2 separate regions of the Mus musculus genome follow, and region 2 is linked to region 1. A link is a contact called in public targeted proximity ligation data. All regions are on one chromosome and are shown on one strand. The core of a region is the stretch at or near the end of the contact, and the rest is flanking DNA. Distances in the headings are between cores, read along the strand shown.

What was found.
Region 2: a targeted proximity ligation map of kidney shows a contact between it and region 1, with 3 times the contacts expected there. A contact is called at or near these places in 4 of 39 promoter capture datasets (the C10 cell line, cranial neural crest, embryonic stem cells and 1 more), 2 of 130 datasets of targeted methods (kidney and large pre-B cells) and 1 of 9 other capture datasets (embryonic stem cells).

What each region holds. Positions count from the first base shown.
Region 1 is chr19:32,616,286-32,621,909 of GRCm38.p6, forward strand. It overlaps Papss2 (3'-phosphoadenosine 5'-phosphosulfate synthase 2), which reads left to right and starts at 3,720. Exons shown (of 13, transcript NM_011864.3): 1 at 3,720-3,901. The coding sequence starts at 3,869.
Region 2 is chr19:33,269,722-33,275,595 of GRCm38.p6, forward strand. It overlaps the pseudogene Rnls. Among named protein-coding and RNA genes, the nearest start is that of Mir3970, 120 kb to the left of the region's middle.

The sequences.
Region 1 (5,624 bases), core at 2,470-4,969:
CAACTAAGACGTTTCCCCAGCTCCTAAGTCACCACTCATATGTGCAGTAAGTTTGTATACTTGCTCATGTATGGACATGTGGGCTTACATGCACGTGAAAGCCAGAGTTCAGCATCCAATGCCTTCCACAGTTGATCTCCACCTTAGTTGCCGGGGACCTAAGCTTGGGTCCTTGTGCCTGTGCAACAAGTGGTTTTCCAGTCTTGTCGCACGCGCCTGTTATGCTAGCACTGCTGAAGAGGTAACATGATAACAAATTTGAGGCTAACCTGGGCTACACAGTGAATTCAAGAAAGGATAGTACTATATAGCATGATGGTGTAAAAAAAACAAAAAAACAAAACAAAGCAAGTTCATTCTGGGAAGATTTCCCACCTCAAATCCATTGGAATTATTTAAGTTTTAGGATTAAGTCCTTAAGATCATATTAGACAACAAATATGAAATATGACATTTAAAAATGTTTCAAAAAAGAAAAAAAAATGCTCACCACACACAAGCATGAAAAAGTGCAGAAAACTCCCACCTCTGGTGTCAAGCCATCTGCTTCAAGTAAAGATGTAGACAGTGTGGATTTTAGAAGTGGGGGCGGTGACGTTTCTCTACGTCCTTCCCTGTGGGTAGATGACAGGAACTATCATAAAAAAGAGTGTGTAGAGCTGGGCATGGTGGCGCACGCCTTTAATCCCAGCACTCGGGAGGCAGAGGCAGGCGGATTTCTGAGTTTGAGGCCAGCCTGGTCTACAAAGTGAGTTCCAGGACAACCAGGGCTACACAGAGAAACCCTGTCTCCAAACACCAAAAAAAAAAAAAAAAAAGAAAGAAAGAAAAAGAAAAAAAGAAAAAGAAGAAAGAAACAAAGAAAGAAAGAAAGAAAGAAAGGAAGGAAGGAAGGAAGGAAGGAAGGAAGGAAGGAAGGAAGGAAGGAAGGAAGGAAGGAAGGGTGTAGGAAATTGTCAGCAGTGTGGGACATTCTGAAGTAGAGATGAACATGTGACGGAGAACTATCTGGAAGTCTAGCCTCTCCACTCAGGATGGAGAGCAACGAGAGCTTGAAGCCCCCAGGTATTATCTGAGCTTTTCCTGTTAGGGTCTGAGAATGGGGCTGAACATTTCAAGGTGTGTAGCTGCTCATATGTGACCTAACCCCACATGGGCCTACAAGGATGCTTTCAGAAACTATGGTCTCACTGTAAGTGCCAGCGACTATGTCTTGGCTCACCAGGCTTCTGCCACCAGCCTAGGAGTAGTAGTGTACTGTCAGTGTGCATTTGCAATAGAGAGTTAAGTGGCTGCTCCGCGTGCCTGCAGAATTGTGGTTGAAAATGTTTTGTCTTCGCGGATTTGAGAAGTTTTAAACCCAGGGTGTCATTACCAGCTATTTTAAGCTTCTTCAGTTGCAATGGCTTTTGTCTATGATGTGCCAGTGGGGGAGAATAACGGTGAGCTGTAGCCTGCACAACCATTTTGGGCTTATTTACAACCATAGTGTATAAGACCATGTTAAAAACTGGAGTTGCTCAGTTGTTTAATTGTGTGTGATCAGTGAAGATTGAAGCCAGAGTACTGGGTTAATCCTGTTTGAGTGTGTTGTTGTTGCTATCATTAATACTCTAGTCTTCACCCCGAGGAGCCGGATTTGTGTCTGGATTTAGAGGAGTGTGGCTGTAAAAAGTTTCCTATTGCCTGTATGTCTGAGAGCAGTAATGTAATGTGTCCATTAAGTTGTTAGACAGTAGGATAGACCATGCTGGCATTGCGGTTGTAGCCTCAATGATAAGCCACATTTTTCAGGTTAGAGTCAAGCCTCCTAAGACTGCCCCAGAATCTCAAGGGAGTACTTGTCACGTACCCGTGGCAGGTCTCGTTCACAGTCTAATACAGTCAGATACTCGGTGTGTCTGTCATGGTTTGAACTCTGTGGATTATTTGCTTCGGCTGTTCATGAGGTATAAGATGAATGGAATCTTACAGTATATGATCTGTGACTATCTTATTGTAGTGACGTATTTGTAAGATCTGTCCTTAACAGATGTGTCCTTTGGTTACTGTCACTGCTGTATAGGATTCCATTGCATAGTCATCATGGTTTATCTCCATGGTTTTTTTGTTGATTGACAGTTGGGTGCTTGCTGTTTCCATCATTTCTGCTTGTTTCTTTGTTTTGATTTGTGTGGTTGGTTTTGCGTTATTTCACCAAGTCTCACTCTGTCAATCACACTGGCCTCAAACTCATAGCAATCCTTCTGCCTCAGCTTCCTGGGTGTTAAGATTAGAGGCATGAACTAAAAGGATTCAAGTATGAGGTTTTGGTAGCTCAATGAAGAAAGAAATCTAGCTTCCACAAACTCATATCTAACCTTGGGTCTTAGTTAGGGTTTACTGCTGTGAACAGACACCATGACCAAGGCACTTCTTATAAGGACATTTGATTCAGGCTGGCTTATAGGTTCAAAGGTTTAGTCTATTATCAAGGCAGAAATATGGTAGCATCCAGGAAGGCACAGTGCAGGAGGAGCTGAGAGTTCTATGTCTTCATCTGAAGGCAGCTAGCAGAATACTGGCTTCCAGGCAGCTAGGATGAGGGTCTTAAAGCCCACACCCACAGTGACACACCCACTCCAACAGGGTCACACCTTCTAAAAGGAACGAGCATATACAATCACAGTTGTCACTAAAGCCTTGTCCTGGAGTCATGTTTTCTGTTTAAAGGTTCCCAAATGGCTCCATTTGTTTAACCAATATTTCTAAATCCCCAGAAATCCTTTGCAGACTCAGGCAGGGTTTCCCATTTTCAAAGCATAGCTGAAAGTTGAACTGGCAGGAGACGAGCATGTCTTTAGGCCATGGCATCTTTGCTCTTTCTGTCTGGTTCCATCTTTACCACAGGCGAATGAAGAAACCTAAGGACATTTTGTCTTGTTTCAGTTTGTTCTCTTGATTGAGGAATCTCCTCGACCCATGTGGCACCTTCATTTTAATGTTTTTAGGAAAAGAAATGCCAAGTTCATATTTTGTTTTGTTTTGCTTTGTCTATAAAATCTTCAGAAAAGCACGGGTTGTTGGTTTTTTTTTTTTTCTCTGTGTTTTGTCATCCAGAGACACTCAGATGGGGACATCAAGAAGTCTCTGGGATATAAGCGAAGAGCTATGAACATGTCACCATCTGTCCATTTACCATATGATATGAGGTTCTCTGCTCTTGTGTCTTTCCTTGGGCATTTCAGGAAGTTTTTTAATTCTACCAATGTCCTGTTGGCTTGGTATAATGACAAGAACTCATGGGGCACTGCCTCTGCCTGTCAGGAGCCCACACCTTATCCCATCAAAACTACATGCTGGGTAGGCACCCAGAGGACATCATGGTCCGTACTTCCTGAGCTAGAAAATAAGGAATAATTTATTCCTTTATAGATTCCAGTATAGATTTAAAAAAATTAATAACAGAGGTGATTAGGTATATATGTGTAGGTATGTTTTAGTTATTGTTTTTCTCCAAGCAGTTTATTAAAGTGTGCAGGCTGACCTCCGTAGATCATTGGCCTTTCCTTCCACACTAGAATTTGTGAGTTGTGCCAGCCAGAAGAGGAATGGCAGGGTTCCAAAAAAAAAAAAAAAAAAAAAAAGAGTCCTTGCTCATTGGTTGATAGAGGGGGAGGGTGCTGCAGTAGAAAGTCTGAATTCAGGGTTCTGGAGTGTGAGGTTGCCTTCTCTTCCCCATTCCCATTCACACCCACCTCACAGACCTTCACAGACTCTGCAGCTCATTCATTCACCCCAATGGCCAGCAAAGCCAGTTTGTAACCGAGTATTCTCAACATCAGATATCATGTCTTGGAGGAAGTTACCTAAACTCTGAAGAATTATCATGTCTGCAAATTTCAAAATGAACCATAAAAGAGTAAGTAAGCCCTTGAAATCTGGCAACTTTATCCAGGTGTCTGACGTTTTGCTGCTATGGTCTCAACAGTTTTTGTTGCAGACTTCCTGCTGGTATAGTAGAAAGCTTCAGCAGTGGCCTTACTGGTTGTGTGTCTGGGCTGCCTTCTGACACTCCAAATTATTACAATTCTTAGTAAATAGCTGGTGCTTAATAATTTTTATTTTTTAATTTTAAAGGGATAAAGTAGCTTAAAAATAGTATGATTCTATAACCAAGGTATAAACACAAAGTTATATATACGAAAAGGTAATGTAACTGGTGGTATATTTAGGTTTGTAACTGGTTAGTTTACTTAATAAAACAAGATCATGTAAGTAAACAATTTAATTACCAAACAGGTCATTCCTACTTCAGTAAGAAGTGAATAGCCAGGATTAAATAGTGGTTAAATAATAGTAGTCTTATCACAATTAATTTAGATTCCTCTCTGAAGTTTAAATTTTGTTTAATATTATTTATTTGATATAACACACTAATTTTTACAGCAGCTTAATTGAAATATAATTATTATACAAATGTTTGATATTAGATGTGTTTCTTTTGCTGAGTTTGGACATATATAAATCACCTGTCTCAGGTTTTTAGCCATAAACTGTATTCAAATCTACAACTAAACACACTTTAAAATATTTCTTAGCCTGGAGAAACATCTCAGAGGTTCAGGTCCTGGATTCTGTCCCCAGCATCCACATGTGAGCTTACAACTGTCTGTAACTCCAGTTCCAGGTCATCTGACACTCTCTTCAGGCCTGTGTGTTGCGGGAAATATTAAAAAACGACCGGCTCGCCCCAGCTGCCTGGTTGGCCATGCACTGGCAGGCAATGGCCGACCTGTTTTATTTCGTGGAGACTCTCTGGCCTTGAGCTCCCAAAACATTCCACCCAGCTCGCTAAGTTTCTACTGGCTGGTCGTTACCACGCCAGCCCCACGCTTCAACTCTCCCTCCCCGCCCCCCCTCCCCACGACCTTTGTGGTACACATCAGGTGCAGACCCACTCTTTGCTACTCTTTGAACCCAGATGAGCCACCACATGAAGGAAACCGCCAACACAAACTAAGTTCAGGAACAATGGTAACTTAACTCTGGACGCAACAACTGAAACCTAATCTTGTAAGCCTTATTATAATCCGATTCCTCCAGTGGTGAATCCTTGTGGATCCTCCATGATAATGGGAAACTCTAGCAGTTACATCTCACCCTGATGTTGTCCCCATTCCAAAAAGGAACTATCTCCTGCCTTTTTCCTTCCGCCCTCCAACCCAGAAGTCCCTCCTACTTGCCCAGTGATTGGCTCCTTTATTCATTAGGGGATTGGTTCACAAGAACTGCACCAGGCCCGTCCACAGCACACAGACACCAGGCATATACATGGTACACTTACAGACAGACAGACAAAACACTCATACACAAAAAATAAAAATAAATATATCTCTAAAAATAAAATATTTATTTTTGAGAAATTTATATATGTAAACAATGAAGTATGACCATATCTACCCCTCACCTCTCCCTCCAACTCCTCCCATATTACCCCAACATACCCCCTCCCAACTCATAAATTTTATTTGTGTGTATGTGTACATAAGTATACATGCATGTGTGTGTGTGTGTGTGTGTGTGTGTAAGGTGCACATCTGTGCACATGTGGAAGCCAGCAGGGAGTAGTGGATTCCTGGGAG
Region 2 (5,874 bases), core at 855-3,354, 650 kb after region 1:
TCAATTGTTTTGAGGAATAAAAGCATACCAATAGTCCTGTGTGTTATTAAGGACATGAGTGGGAAACATAGAGGAAAAAAAAGTCATAACCGGATTAGTGACCACTCTTAAGTTGCTATATAGGAAATAGAAGAGAGGGATACACATAGGAGGAACAGTAGTAGAGAAAACAGGTGGGAGTCGAGATGTGAGAGTTTTGCTTAAAGGTAGACTGAAAAGAGATGGGAAACGATATGCACTCAAATAGTATAGAACAGTCTCCTCTCTCTGGAGGCTGAGTAATAGAAACCTATAATTAGGATAGTGTGTTTTTAAGGAGCAGTGCAAGGAAGACAATAGATTATAGAAAAAAAAAAAGGCAAGACAAAAGGGGCCAAAACAGAGAGGGACCATGGAGGGCTATTATGTTGACCTTGGGTATTATATAAACAAGGGAGATCTGTAAAGAAGGTCAAGATTTGAGTGGAGACTGGGGTGAGGCCAGATTCTCTGCAGACTCCCTGACCCCTTAGGATGACCCCTTATGGGTGGGAGCTGAAGTCTCAGTGTGTTCTCAAGCCTCAAATGGAGACCAGATGTTGGAACTGAAATATGGGGTATACTCCTTAACTTCAAATGGTGAACTGAAGCGGGAGCCAGAGTAGATCCCCAATCTCAAATGGGGAACTACAACTGGGGCCCAAATATGGGCAGGTACCCTAACTGAAAATGGCGAGCTGGAAATGGCACTAATGCATAGATATGGGCTTGCTTCCCACTGTAAGAGACAGATCATAGCTGGGGCAGAATCAAGTTCTTCCTCATTTTAGGTGAGCAACTTCCCAGAAACATAATCTACTACAAAGTGTCTAAATATAAAGAATTTCTTTTTTTATGTCACTTTATTTCATTCATGTAACTATCATACACACACACACACACACACACACACACACACACACACATTTAAAATTAAATAGCATTTTATAATTGGTAACCTGGTGATAGAGCAGAAAGGGTCCAAGTTCAAAGGCAGGTGTGATTATTGAATTTCACTGTGTGTGACAACGGCAAAGAAAAGACTCAGACTCTTCATCTGTATAGATAAAATGAGTTTTTCAAGTAACTGCTTCATTATTAGGGTTTAAAATTAGGATCTATGGTTATGCACCATACCCAGTATACTTCTCTCCACCTCACAGGCAATGAATAAATAGTGTTAGTTTGATTTTCACATGCTCTAAGTGTTGCCAGACTATGTGATAAATCAGCCCACTGATAGTAAAATTGTGGTATGATAGTATAAATGTGGGGCTTTTTTTTTTGTTAGGAAAGGGTGCCATATCCCAGGCTTAGTCTATATTCTAAATGAGTATGTAATCATGGGAACCAAGAGTTAGATGTGTAAGAAATCCCACCTTTATCCCTCCCAAGTTGTTCCCAAAATTCTAGGGACTTAGAAATCCTGATTTCTAAACAGGAACTACTTCCTCTAAATGATACAGTAAAAATCTCATGAACCCCCAAGCCTGACTACTGCTATTGAACTTTTGGGGGCAGAGTCAGGCAGCAATGGCAAAGAGTTTGTGGCAGAGCAAAACGTTCCCCCATGGTCAGGAATCAAAATAGGAGCAGGAAGGAGTTGGGGCTCCTAAAATTTCCTGCAGAGCATGCTGTCAATAATCTAAAGACCTTTTCTTAGGCCTCATCTACTAAAAGTTCTACCCTGGGGAGCATGCCTTTAAAACAAGAGCTTTTGGGAGATATTAACTATGCAAACGACAGCAGAAATCTTTGTTGACCCTTTTCTGTGAAATTTGGGTGGCATGCTTGGAAGAAAAACATACTGAGCTGATTCTGTAGATCAGTGTGTTCTGTGGGTAGTTTCTTCAGTACGTCTGGAGAAGTAATAGAAAGTTATAACTTCATCTTCTTTTTAAAGCTATGTTCTCACATTGTGGTTCAGCAGGGATATTATTCTTTAGGAGTCTACTGAGGATCCATTAAGAATGCTGTAACAGTCCCATGACCCTTTGTGTTTGTTTTCAATGGTTAGAATGGAGAGAGGTCAGGTATATGATTAACCTGAAAACTTCCCCCAAGGTCAACTAACTCCTTAATGAAAGTTATAAAACCCAACCTGGAATCACCCAGAACTCAAATAAACAGAGGAGATTAGGTCACTCAGGGGAAACATAACAAAGTCGATTACATCTCAATATGGGTAGGCTTAGCAGATTTTTCTCCCTTGTGAAAAAAAAAGCAAGAAGTGCCTGTTTAAAAGTGTGGGAATGAAAGTAGGGTGTGCAGTAGTGGCTGAGAAGCAAGGAACAGAAACATTCTGTGCTTGGCTCTAAAATTTACCCAAGTCTGTACATACTTCTTATACTTGAATGATATCATCTGTATAAATAGTCATTTTACTGCAGTTTAATAGATACTTATTGTCTTAGTTAGGGTTTCTATTACTGTGATAAAATAACATGAGCAAAAGGAACTTTGGAAGAAGGATTTATTACAGTTCACAACTCTCTGATCACAATCACTAAGGGAAGTCAGAGTAGGAACATGGAGGCAGGAACTAAAGCAGAAACCACAGGGGGACACTTCTTTCTGGTTTGCTCTTCCTCATGTCCTCAGCCTCCTTTCTTATAGCACCCAGGATCACCTCTCCAGGATTGGCTCTACCTGAAAAGGGCTGGATCCTCTTACATCAATTATATTAATCAAGAAATTGCCCTACTAATTTGTCTCCAGGCAAATATACTGGAGGCATTTTCTTAATTGAGATTCAGTCTTTCCAGCTAACTCTTGCTTATGTCCAGTTGACAAAAAACTAACCAGGACATATTGAGTGCTGTCATCTGCTAAGGACTATATTAAGTTCTTGTGGGGGAAATAATAATAAAGATACAAATAAGCAAGATATCCTCTGTCCTCAAGGACTTTACGTATCAGTGACAAGAGGCACACACAAAACTACCACATATCTTCAAAAGCATTGGAGCAATGCTTGTAAAAGCACCATAGTGACACAGAGCAGGTAGGGTTCAGTGCTCATTGGGTGGAGATTGCGCTCTGATGCTGTAGAGGTGCAAATAAGCTCTGAAATGTTCATCACAATGCTGGCCTGCAGAACAGCAACAGAACGTCTGATGTTTTTTAGGAAACTTATGGAAATAAAAGTTCTTAATCAAAGGTGATAAGTTCAAGGCTCTTAAATTCTATGTGACTGTCTCTAGCTTCATGACCTTATAAATTTAAGTCTTTTTTTCCTTCACTGTCTCTTAAGAGAAAACACTGGAACAGATAGAGAACATGCTATTTACATTTCGATTACAAAAGCCCCTCCTAATAACTGTTGTTATCTTGCAGAAAACAAATAAAACACAAAAGGTATCAAATCACGACATTAGTAAATTCAGGGGATTAATGTATGGATAATATACTATGTGCCATCACTAATAAAATTCTCTGATAAAACATGTTCTCAGCACAATCCTTAATATTTGTGAAGGGAGTCCTAGTTGTTTTGCCGTTGGAGACCTCTTTTCTGTTTCAGCCAAATGAGACAGAAACACTCCACAGCGGCTCTCCACCCTGGGCATGACAGCTTAAGGTGTTTCAGACTGTCCCCACAGGGCTTGGACAAACAACTGAGGTATAGCAGATTAAAGTTCTTAGGCTTTCTTGATGGATATATACAGCTTGCTTTTGTTTCTTTCATTGATAATATATATTACATATTTATTTGTATTTGATAATATACATTTTTTCTTAAATATACTATGAAGTCTGTATTCAGAAGTCCTAATATAATATCAAGAAGGAGTATATTAAAAAAAATAAAACAACAGAAACCAAATGTGTGGTAACTTTAGGAACTAAAGGGACTGTGAGGACTATTTATAGATAAGGCAAACCTGAGGTTTTTAAGTGTCCAAGGTCAAGTAAAATTTCACTGCTGAGCTGGGAAGAGGATCCAGATGAGGGGACAAGCACCTCAACCTCACAGGCAGGGCCACCCACTCCATAACTCAAAAGCAACATTCATAATAGAACAGGCATCACACCCTGAAAACACAGCAAGCACAGGTTTGAGTCAAACCCTAGTGGCTACCTAACAAGCGCTGGACTGCAGCCATCTAGGGCCACTAGCAAACCATCAATGTTTCATTGTTCTCAAGCTCAAGGTGGGAGGTAGTCTACAGTTTTGGCTACTCCAGCATGTTGGCTTCCCCAGGAGAACTGGGAAGCTTTGTGGTTTACCATTAAAATTCACAGTAATAATTAACTCAGATTTAAGACATTTTCTTTCCTTCCTTCTTCCACACCACCAGTGGCTTTTGGAAGGAGCCCATTAAGTCATACTTGCAAAATTTATGTAGCATAATCTTTCTAAATGATCTGGTAAAGGAGAAAAGGATATAAATACAGCTTCCTTTTTCCATTCACATTTAAAAACACAACTGAATGTTTTAGGAAAGAGATCAGGTCTAGCTGAAATCCACAGGTTTCCTCTAAAGCCTTAAAGAGTTTTTCTGATAAAAAACCTGGAAATAGCATTTGGCAGTACAGTCTTGGGGGAATTTGAATTCTAAGTAGCTCTCCTATTTCTGCTAATGGATACACATCACAGTTTCTGCATCTACAAAGCATGGAGACACAATAGTTGTTTTGTAGAGTTTAGGGATTTATGTCTCACAAAATTATAATACTAAGTGTGAGCTCCTTATCAGAAGCATTGATCCACCGCAGAGAGAAAAACACCAGCAGGGGGCAGGAATAATGGAGATACTGCTGCAAATCGCTAGAGAAAGCCACTTACAGCCCAAACTGCTCAACAGAGCCCGTGTAGCTTACTGGAGTACCACACTCACATAAGCCTAGTGGATCTTGTGCAACTTAACCCAATCCCAGGAGAGACCTTTCCTAGAATGTCTACTTCTTAGAAAGTATCCTGAAATCCCTCTCCTTCGACTGGCTCACTACTTGTCACTCTTCAATATCTAAATGAGTCCATTAAATCAACCTCTGGAACTCTCAGGCAGACCTCCAACCAAAGGTCCGGCATTCTTGAAGTTAGGTTTGACTTCTGCAGTAGCAAGAAAAGGGGGCCAGATAATTGTGCAGCCACCTTCCCAATGTGCAAATCTTCCCTCTTCTTGAGTGTGCGGCCAAATGGACTCCATGAAAACAATGCCCTTCTAGGCCCTCCCCCAGCCAAAGAGAGAAAGGAGGGAGGAGGAAGGGAGAAGAAGCAGCAGAGGGAGAGAAGCTGAAAGAGAAAGAGAGAGAGAGAGAGAGACAGAGACAGACAGAGAGAGAGAGAGACAGAGACAGAGAGAGAGAGAGAGAGAGACAGAGATGAGGGTGGGGGAGGGCACTGTTGCTGATTCATCAGCCGCCCAAATTCTTTTTAAAAATGAATTTATTTCTATATGTGTGTATTTGAGTGTATGTGTATATGTGTGTGTGTGCATGTGTGTGTGTATATACGTACATAAGCGCACATATGAGGGCAGGTGCCTAGAGAAGCCCAAGATGTCAGGTAATCCTCAGCTGGAGTTATAGGCAGCTGCAAATTTCCCATTATGGGTGCTGGGAATCAAATTTAGGTCCTCTGAAGGAATAGCATGTTCTTTTAACCACTGAACCACCTCTAGAGCCCCTCACACAAAATCTTTACTCCACAACTATTAGAGTATTCATCAAGAAATAGGCTTAAAAGGAAATAGAGAAGTTTTGGGTCAGATTTGCCTTACAGCATGGCCTGTTAGCCAAATGGATCTTGAGTGGTGTTTATTGGTCACTCATCAAAATCCTCTAACTAGGTGCCAGCACATCTATTCTAAAGATGTGGACACATCTATCAGAAGCATAAAAAGGATACTG